Linked DNA regions of Sus scrofa: region 2 is linked to region 1. The links are chromatin contacts, called in public Hi-C maps. All regions are on one chromosome and are shown on one strand. Each heading gives the region's core, a stretch centred on a gene start, on an enhancer-like site or on the middle of the called end of the contact. The rest is flanking DNA. Distances are from core to core; before and after follow the strand shown. Region 1 has its middle 24 kb from the start of SGMS1. Region 2 has its middle 120 kb from the start of SGMS1.

The links. Hi-C and Micro-C count contacts between places; a contact is called where the count stands out from the background.
Region 2: a Hi-C map of liver shows a contact between it and region 1, with 4 times the contacts expected there. The contact joins two enhancer-like sites. A contact is called at or near these places in 1 of 5 promoter capture datasets (liver), 2 of 47 Hi-C or Micro-C datasets (heart right ventricle and liver) and 1 of 2 datasets of contacts at active chromatin or transcription factors (skeletal muscle).

Annotation. Positions count from the first base shown.
Region 1 is chr14:99,238,805-99,242,862 of Sscrofa11.1, forward strand. It overlaps a transcript of SGMS1 not described here. Among named protein-coding and RNA genes, the nearest start is that of SGMS1, 24 kb to the left of the region's middle. Within about 2 kb of position 2,222, at least 11 of the 83 cell types and tissues checked have an H3K27ac peak or open chromatin away from gene starts, as enhancers often do. A contact at or near this core is called in liver, where this site is marked.
Region 2 is chr14:99,335,011-99,339,068 of Sscrofa11.1, forward strand. It overlaps a transcript of SGMS1 not described here. Among named protein-coding and RNA genes, the nearest start is that of SGMS1, 120 kb to the left of the region's middle. Within about 2 kb of position 2,016, at least 16 of the 83 cell types and tissues checked have an H3K27ac peak or open chromatin away from gene starts, as enhancers often do. A contact at or near this core is called in liver, where this site is marked.

The DNA of each region.
Region 1 (4,058 bases), core at 972-3,471:
GCTTCTCACCTTAGTGCATAGTAGGGTCCTTACCTACAAGGCCAAAGCAACATTTGCAAAGACCTTTACTTCTTCTAAATCCTGAAAACAAAAAGTTTTCATTTTTTTTACTTTTAATGTTAAAATCCAACTTCTTTATTCAACTTCTTTCCAAATCTTACATTTTAATAAGCACCACTCAATGCTATTATCAAAAAAACCCCACAAAGAAAACAAAACAAAAAGTTAATTTTAAAAACAATGGTTAACTACATATAAAGTATGTGTGTAAGTCTTATACCCCAGTCCAAACTCTATGAAACATGAATTTTATCTTCACAGATGAAGAAAGGCATCCCAAATCACACAGCATGTTAAAATGGTAGGGCTGAGATTCAAGCATAGGCTTAATGGACTCTCAAACTACTGTAATATTTTTCTCCATGGAATAGAGTAAATATGTTACTGTGCCACTGCTGACAAAATGTATATACTGTATACATCTGCAGATTCCAGAATACATTAGCTCTTAAAGGCCCTTTCATCAATATACTCTTAAAACTAGTTGTGATATTGAGAAAGCAAAGACCAGTATTCAAATTTCACAAACAGAAATATGTACACTGAAGAGTTAAGCCAGAGGCTCTCAACCTCAGCACTATCGACATTTGAACAGGGTAACTCTTAGTTGGAGGGCTGTCCTGCGAATGGTAGGATGTTTGCAGTAACCCCGGCCTCTACCCATTAAGTGACAGTAGCACATCTCTCCAGCCCAGCTGTGTCAAGCAAAGCTATGTCCTGACGAGGCCAAATGTTCCCTGAGGGGTAAATCACACCCCACGGGAAGCCACGGGGTTAACTGTCTCAGATCACATTATTGGTTAAAGATTGCATTGATACCAGGAAAGAGCTCTACTAAATCCTGGATTCGTGGAGATTTCTCTTACACCAAGCTACAGCTCTGTAAGAGGAAGCGCTTGTCAGACTGGATGAAATATATTAGGATTCAGACTGGCTGGAACCACCTGTACTTCACTTTACGGTTCATGATCACTATCTCTGAGCTTTGACACTAAGGAACACATTCCAGTGTCTTCAACCATTGTTCATAGTCTCTAGACCCTCTCCAAACCTGATTACTCTGTTCTGGACACGCACGTAGACACAAACCTGGAAATTTTCACTACCTCCTTAAGAAGAAAAGAGGTAGCAGTAACAAAAGACTAAAGCATGACACATACAAATTATAGTCAGGCTCTGTTTTTAAACACTTTACATGAACGATCTAATTTGATCTTCAACAGCCGTATGAGGAAGTATTATCAGCATTTTATAAATGAAGAGACCGAGGCACAGTGGTCAAAGAACTTGCCCAAGGCCAGGCTCCAAGGTCCCAATTCTTAACCACTGTCTACACTGCTTCAAAGAACTGTGGGATTATCACCTGCTTGGATCTAAATTCTCTACCTCCACTAATACGTGCGTTCTGTTGTCCTGCTGTACCAAATGCCCTCATCAAGGAACACTGCTGGCACTTTGTTTACATCTGACATCACCCTACTGATCATCCCTCTGTGAGTATAACCAGACAAAAGCGCACTTGCCTATACTGCTGTGCAACCCACATTTGTCCATCTTTTTGTTTTTGGTCTTTTTTGGGCCACACCCTCAACATACGGAAGTTTCCGGGCTAGGGATCAATTTGGAGCTGCAGCTGCCGGCCTACATCAAAGCCGAAGCAACACAGGATCTGAGCTGTGTCTTCGACCTACACCGCAACTCACAGCAACACTGGATCCTTAATCCAGTGATCAAGGCCAGGGATCAAACCAGAGTACTCATGGATACTAGTCGGGTTCATTACCGCTGAGCCAACAGGAACTCCAACACATCTGTCCATCTTGAGTAGAACACATAGCACTTTGTTATATATTCTGCCAGAGCAGATGTGTCCTATCTATGGCATGTCCAGATACACTTGTTCAGTAACTATGGAAAAAGAAACGAGGTCAACTGAAGATGAGTAATACTAGATACTGATCTCCACTTTTTCTAAGTGACTCCAATCCATCTTTTTGAAAATGTGATTTAATAATCTGTTAAACATCAACATATGCTCTGCATTTAAGGTTTCCAGACTCTGCCGTCTCCCCTGTTTTGAAAATCAAGTTGTTTGGCATACTTCCTCCTCTCCATGGGTTTCTCAAGATCACCCCCAAGTGGTTTTATCATCACACTGGCATGGTTTTTCGAAATCCCCAAGAACTCAAGTCACTAAAGGCAGCTGGGATTTAGAGAGGTAAGTTTAAGGAGGAGGCCAAAGCAGGCTTGCTTTGCCTGGGAAGGTGGGTGGGTGTACAGTGTCAAACAGACGGCAAGAATGATGAGGCATGGTGTGAGCAATACTTGGTCCTAGAACAGATACTGCAGTTCTTGGTCCTCTAAGAAGGTGACATTGCCCTCCTGCATTATGTGACATCCCAACAGACACTCCAGAAGATGGACTCTCCCAGAACTGGCTGCCCCTGGTGAGACATGCTGAAACTTCCCCACTTCCATCCAACAAGAAAGGTTCTAGCACTCAGAGTGTGCCTTGTGACCTCACCATTCCTAACCAGCACGTTCAACACCAACCTAAGTGTGAGCAGAAATTTACCATCATTTCACAGAGCATGCAAAATTCTGCCAGGGTGCAACCACACACCAAAGATTCAACCACTGCACATCCCAGGACATAGCTGTTGGGTGTTACAATTAGAGAACAGCTGAGTTGTACCTGGTGAGGAGAAGAATTTGTACATCCAGAACCAGAAGGGCTTCAGGAAAAAAAGGTCCCCCAAATCAACAACTGTGAGGCAGCCTCGTGAAGAAAGCTTGCTTAGTTAATATTTGAAAACCACAAGCTTCCAAAGCAAATGAATTATTCCTTGAACTTTGATATTTTGGCACAGGGGCAGAGAAGCTTTTTAAAATCTCTTAAAAATCTCCTTTGAACAAAGAACCTCCTCTGGATTACTTCACACAGAAAAATCAACACTATGATAGGAATAATTGGAGCCACAAGGGAAAAATTACAACGCTTAAAGGCTACTTTCAAATGTAAACTAAATTAACTAGCTGTGAAATTTGGAGTGGATTATGTAAACTTGCTGAGGCTGTTTCTCGGTTTATAAAAGAGATAATAACGTTCTACCTCTCGGCATTCTTGTGACAAGTAAAATGAGGCTGTGGCTCCAAAGCATCTCGCTTAAATGTTCAGCTCTGTTACAACTATTAGGTGAAACCTGAATCAAAATTCAAATTTAATTACCCCTTTATATTTTAGACATCTTAGAGAGTTAATGTTTTCCCATTTTCATGACCTGAGGGGCCTTTTCCAAATACCCCAGTGTATTTAAGGCCTTTTCTGTCAATACCACAGGCTGTTTCCCAAAAGAAATAAGATCCCAAGGTGTTACCTATTATGCAGAAGCCCTTGATCAGTTCAACTCAAAGCAAGTGAGTTTAACAAGTAGCCTATGAGCACAGAAATACTGGTACTAGGAGTTCAAAGTGCAAGTAATCAAAAATTCTAAAACTATTTTAGGAGTTCCTGATGTGGGGCAGGGATTGGTGGAGTCGCTGCAGTGCTGGAACACAGGTCCAATCCCCAGGCCAGCACAGTGGGTTAGGGATCCGGCACTGCCATAGCTGTGGCTCCAATCTGATCCCTGGCCCAGGTATTCCATATGCCAGAGTCTGGGGTGGGGGGAAGGGGAGGTACCTATTTTAATTATTTCATTTGGAAGTGATTTCTTTCTGGAGAAGTTTCCTTTATAGAACTAAAAAAGTCAGCTGCAAAGCACTTCACTCTATTACGGAGCCTATCTATTGCATTAGAGTCTATAGCTTCAAAAATTAAGTATAAAGATACTAACCACAGCTTCATAACTTGTATTAGTAACTTCATAATTCAGTTTAGATTTTCCTGGCATCCTTTATGCTATCAGGGTGTCTTCAGCCTGCCTTTCCAGTGCAGTCAGTGTTCCTGATGGTGACACCTGCCTGCTGCACTGCATATGTCCTCGGTAAAACAGCAA
Region 2 (4,058 bases), core at 766-3,265, 96 kb after region 1:
ACCAGCAAATTCTTAAAGCACAGGAATATAAGGAAGCACTCCAGCACTGAGGAACTGTACCAAGGATGGCCTGTCTTCTTGGGTCAAAGCTTGGCCCCAAAGATATGGGGAACTAGTAGCTGCCTGTAGACTACTTTACGGATAGCTGCAGCCCCGAAATTTCTTTCCAACCACCTGCCACAGAGAGCCAAATCCACTATTAGAGAGTCCTTAGTTACAGACCAACATGCTTCCGATTGCTTTACATCAGTCACAGTGAAATCCTGTCAAGAAGGGGGGACACTAGGGCTTCCAGCTGACAGCTGGTAGGATCCCCTGTTCCTGGCCGAGGGCCCACACGTACACATCTTTCGGGGCAGAGTTGCTCCCTCTCCCCTTGTGCTCTCACTATAGCCGGCACATGTTTTGTTTTGTTTTGTTTTGTTTTGTTTTAATAATGATTTTTATTTTTTCCATTACAGCTGGTTTACAGTGTCCTGTCAATTTTCTACTGTATAGCAAGGTGACCCAGTCACACATACATGTGTACATTCTTTTTTCTCACATTATCCTGCTCCATCATAAGTGACTAGATATAGTTGCCAGTGCTATACAGCAGGATCTCACTGCTTATCCATCCCAAAGGCAATAGTTTGCATCTATTAACCCCAAATTCCCAGTCCACCCCACTCTCTTCCCCTCCCCCTTGGCAACCACAAGTCTGTTCTCCAAGTCCATGATTTTTGTTTACTAGTAGTAATCTCTGACGCTGGTTGTCCCCATGTTTCTCAACCCCCTTCTATACCATCCACCCAGAGTCTGATCCATCTCTGTATCTCTTGGCATCCGCACCCCAGCTCCCATGAACATGGTAGATGGTCAATACATGCTCTGGGAATATTCAAGGCAAGACTAACAGATTACAGTATGTGAAGCAGGGCTTTGAGGCAACGATGGGACAAGAAAGACACCAATCGGAAGCATGTTGGTCCATTTTAAGAACTGAATAGGTAACTAAATACTGCATCAGGATGCCTGTGCACCTGATAGAGGGGAGGGCAGGACCAAAGGAGATGTGCACTTGCCCCTGCGCAATAAAGCTCAGGACCAGCCCAGCGAGACACCTGCTGGCAAAATGGCAGATAGACTGTGGTGGAGAGCAGGGAGGGAAAGGGCAGGCTCTGTCTCCATGACTTTGTTTCTGAGGGCATGTGCCAAGAGCTAGGCTGGGGGAGACAAGGAGTTCAAAAAGGAATAAGCATCTGCAACAGCTGCAGTGGGAGTCATCTAGGAAATCAGTAACAAATGAGAGCGAGGAAAAAAAAAAAAAATCCCTCAAAACAGCTAGTTCACAGTGCAGGCTTCTGCCCCTTTCCAGGGAGATTTTAATCTTTCCTTAAACTGTCACAGATGGCTTCCAAAACACCCCGGGGCCCTCTGGGCAGAACGCTAAGACCTGTGTTTGAAGGCCTGTGAGAGCTGGCTATAATCCTGAAATCCTTCCCAGGCCAGCCACCAAGGAAGGAAGGCAGGCCCAGGGCCTGCTTAAGAGCTGAAGGAAAAATGAGACACTGCTTTTAGCCCAGCCTCTTACTTAGAGAAATTGTTTACATTTAGTAATTAGTAAACGTAGGAATAGCAAAGTCAAAACACTAATTGTTTTGCAAGCTTAAAATAATTGCTTTTCCCTTATTTTTTTTAAAATAGTGTTTCTATTTTATTTGTTTACTTATTTTAGCTGTGCCCACAGCATGCAAAAGTTCCTGGGCCAGGGATCAAACCCGAACCACAGCAGTAACAACAGGGAATCCTTATCTGCTTGCTAGGCCACCAGGGAACTCCCCGTTTTTCCCTCATTTTAAAGTATCAGAAAAAAATTCCAGCTCATGGTTCCAAAACCACTAGCTGTTGCAATAAATGACATGTGGCTTTTAACTAAGCCTTCCTATTAACCAGCACTTTGACCTCTGCAACCCCATGGCAGACTAGGGTGACATGTGGACATAGGCACAGGAGGGGACAGCATAGCAACCAACACACTCCTCCCCTGCTGGAACACTCAGCAAGTCTTGGGCACAGCCAGCTCAGAAAGCCACCAGGGGACAATCTGAAATACATTCAAAAACCAATAGGTCAGAGTTCCCGTTGTAGCACAGTGGAAACAAATCTGACTAGTAACAATAAGGTTGCGGGTCCGATCCCTGGCCTCGCTCAATGGGTTAAGGATACGGCATTGCCATGAGCTGTAGTGTAGGTCAAAGACACAGCTCAGATCTGGCTTTGCTGTGGCTGTGGTGTAGCCTGATTCAACCCCTAGCCTGGGAGCCTCCATATGCCATGGGTACAGCCCTAAAAAGCAAAAACAAAAACAAACAAAAAAAAACCCCAATAGGTCCCACTGATTTGTGTCTTTATTGTCATTATTCTAGGAGGTGGATCATACAAGATGTTGCTGTGATTTATGACAAAGAGCATTCTGCCTATGTTTTCCTCCAGGAGTTTTACAGTTCCTGGCCTTATATTTAGGTTTTTAATCCATTTTGAATTTATTTTTGTACATGGTGTTAGGTAGTGTTCTACTTTCATTCTTTTACATGGAGCTTTCCAATATTTCCAGCACCATTTTATTTATTTATTTATTTATTTATTTATTTATTTTTTGGTCTTTTTGCCATTTCTTGGGCCGCTCCTGTGGCATATGGAGGTTCCCAGGCTAGGGGTCTAATCAGAGCTGTAGCCCCCAGCCTACGCCAGAGCCACAGCAAACGGGATCCGAGCCGCATCTGCAACCTACACCACAGCTCACAGCAACGCCGGATCATTAACCCACTGAGCAAGGCCAGGGATCGAACCCGCAACCTCATCCCAGTCGGATTTGTTAACCACTGTGCCACGACGGCAACTCCTCCAGCACCATTTATTAAAGAGGCTATCTCTCTTCCACTGTATGTTCTATCCTCCTTTAGTTGCCCATATGTACTTGGGTTTGTATTTGGGCTTTCTATCCTGTTCTATTGGTCTATATTTCTGTTTTTTGTGCTAGTATCATATTGTTTTGATGACTGTAGCTTTGTTGTATTCTTTAAAGTCAGGAAGTTTAATTCCTCCATTTTCATTTTTCTTTCTCAATATTGCTTTGGCTATTCAAGGTCTCCTTTTCCATACAAATTTTAAAATATTCTGTTTTACTTCTGTGAAGAATGTCTCTGGTAATTTGATAGGGATTGCATTGAATCTGTAGATTGCTTGGGTAGTATGGTCATTTTGACCATATTGATTCTTCCAATCCAAGAGCATGCTATATCTTTCCATCTGTTTGTGTCATCTGTGATTTCTTTTATCAATGTTTCATAGTTTTCAGTGTACACGTATTTTGTCTTTTTAGGTAGGTTTATTCCTAGGTATTTTATTTGTTTTGACGTGATTGTAATGGGATTGTTCCTCTGATTTCTTTCTGATCTTTCATTATTGATATAAAGAAATGCAATTGATTCGTGTATTAATTTTGTAGCCTGCAACTTTGCCAAATTCATTGATGAGTTCTAACAGTTCTCTGGTGCTGTCTTTAGGGTTTTCTAAATATAGTATTATATCATCTGCAAACAGTGATGGTTTTACTTCTTTTCCAATTTGGATTCCTTTTATCTCTTTTGCTTCTCTGATTGCTGTGACTAGAACTTAATAGTGGTGAAAGTGGACATCCTTGTCTTGTTCCTGATAAGAACAAGGACATCCTTGTCTTGTTCTGGACAAGAAGTATAAAATGGATAACCCAAAAGAAATGGAAATGTTTTCAATTTTTCACCATTGAGAATGATGTTAGCTGTGGGTTTTTCACAGATTTTTTTTTTTTAATTACTTTGAGGTAGGTTCTTTCTATCCCCACTTTCTGGAGAGTTTTTAATCAGAAACAGGTGTTGGAATTTTGTCAAAAGCCTTTTCTGCGTCTACTGAGATGATCCTATGGTTTTTATTCTTCAGTTTGTTGATATGGTGTATCACATAGATAGATCTGCAGATACTGAAGAATCCTTGCATCCCTGGGATAAATCCTACTTGATCATGATGTATGATCCTTT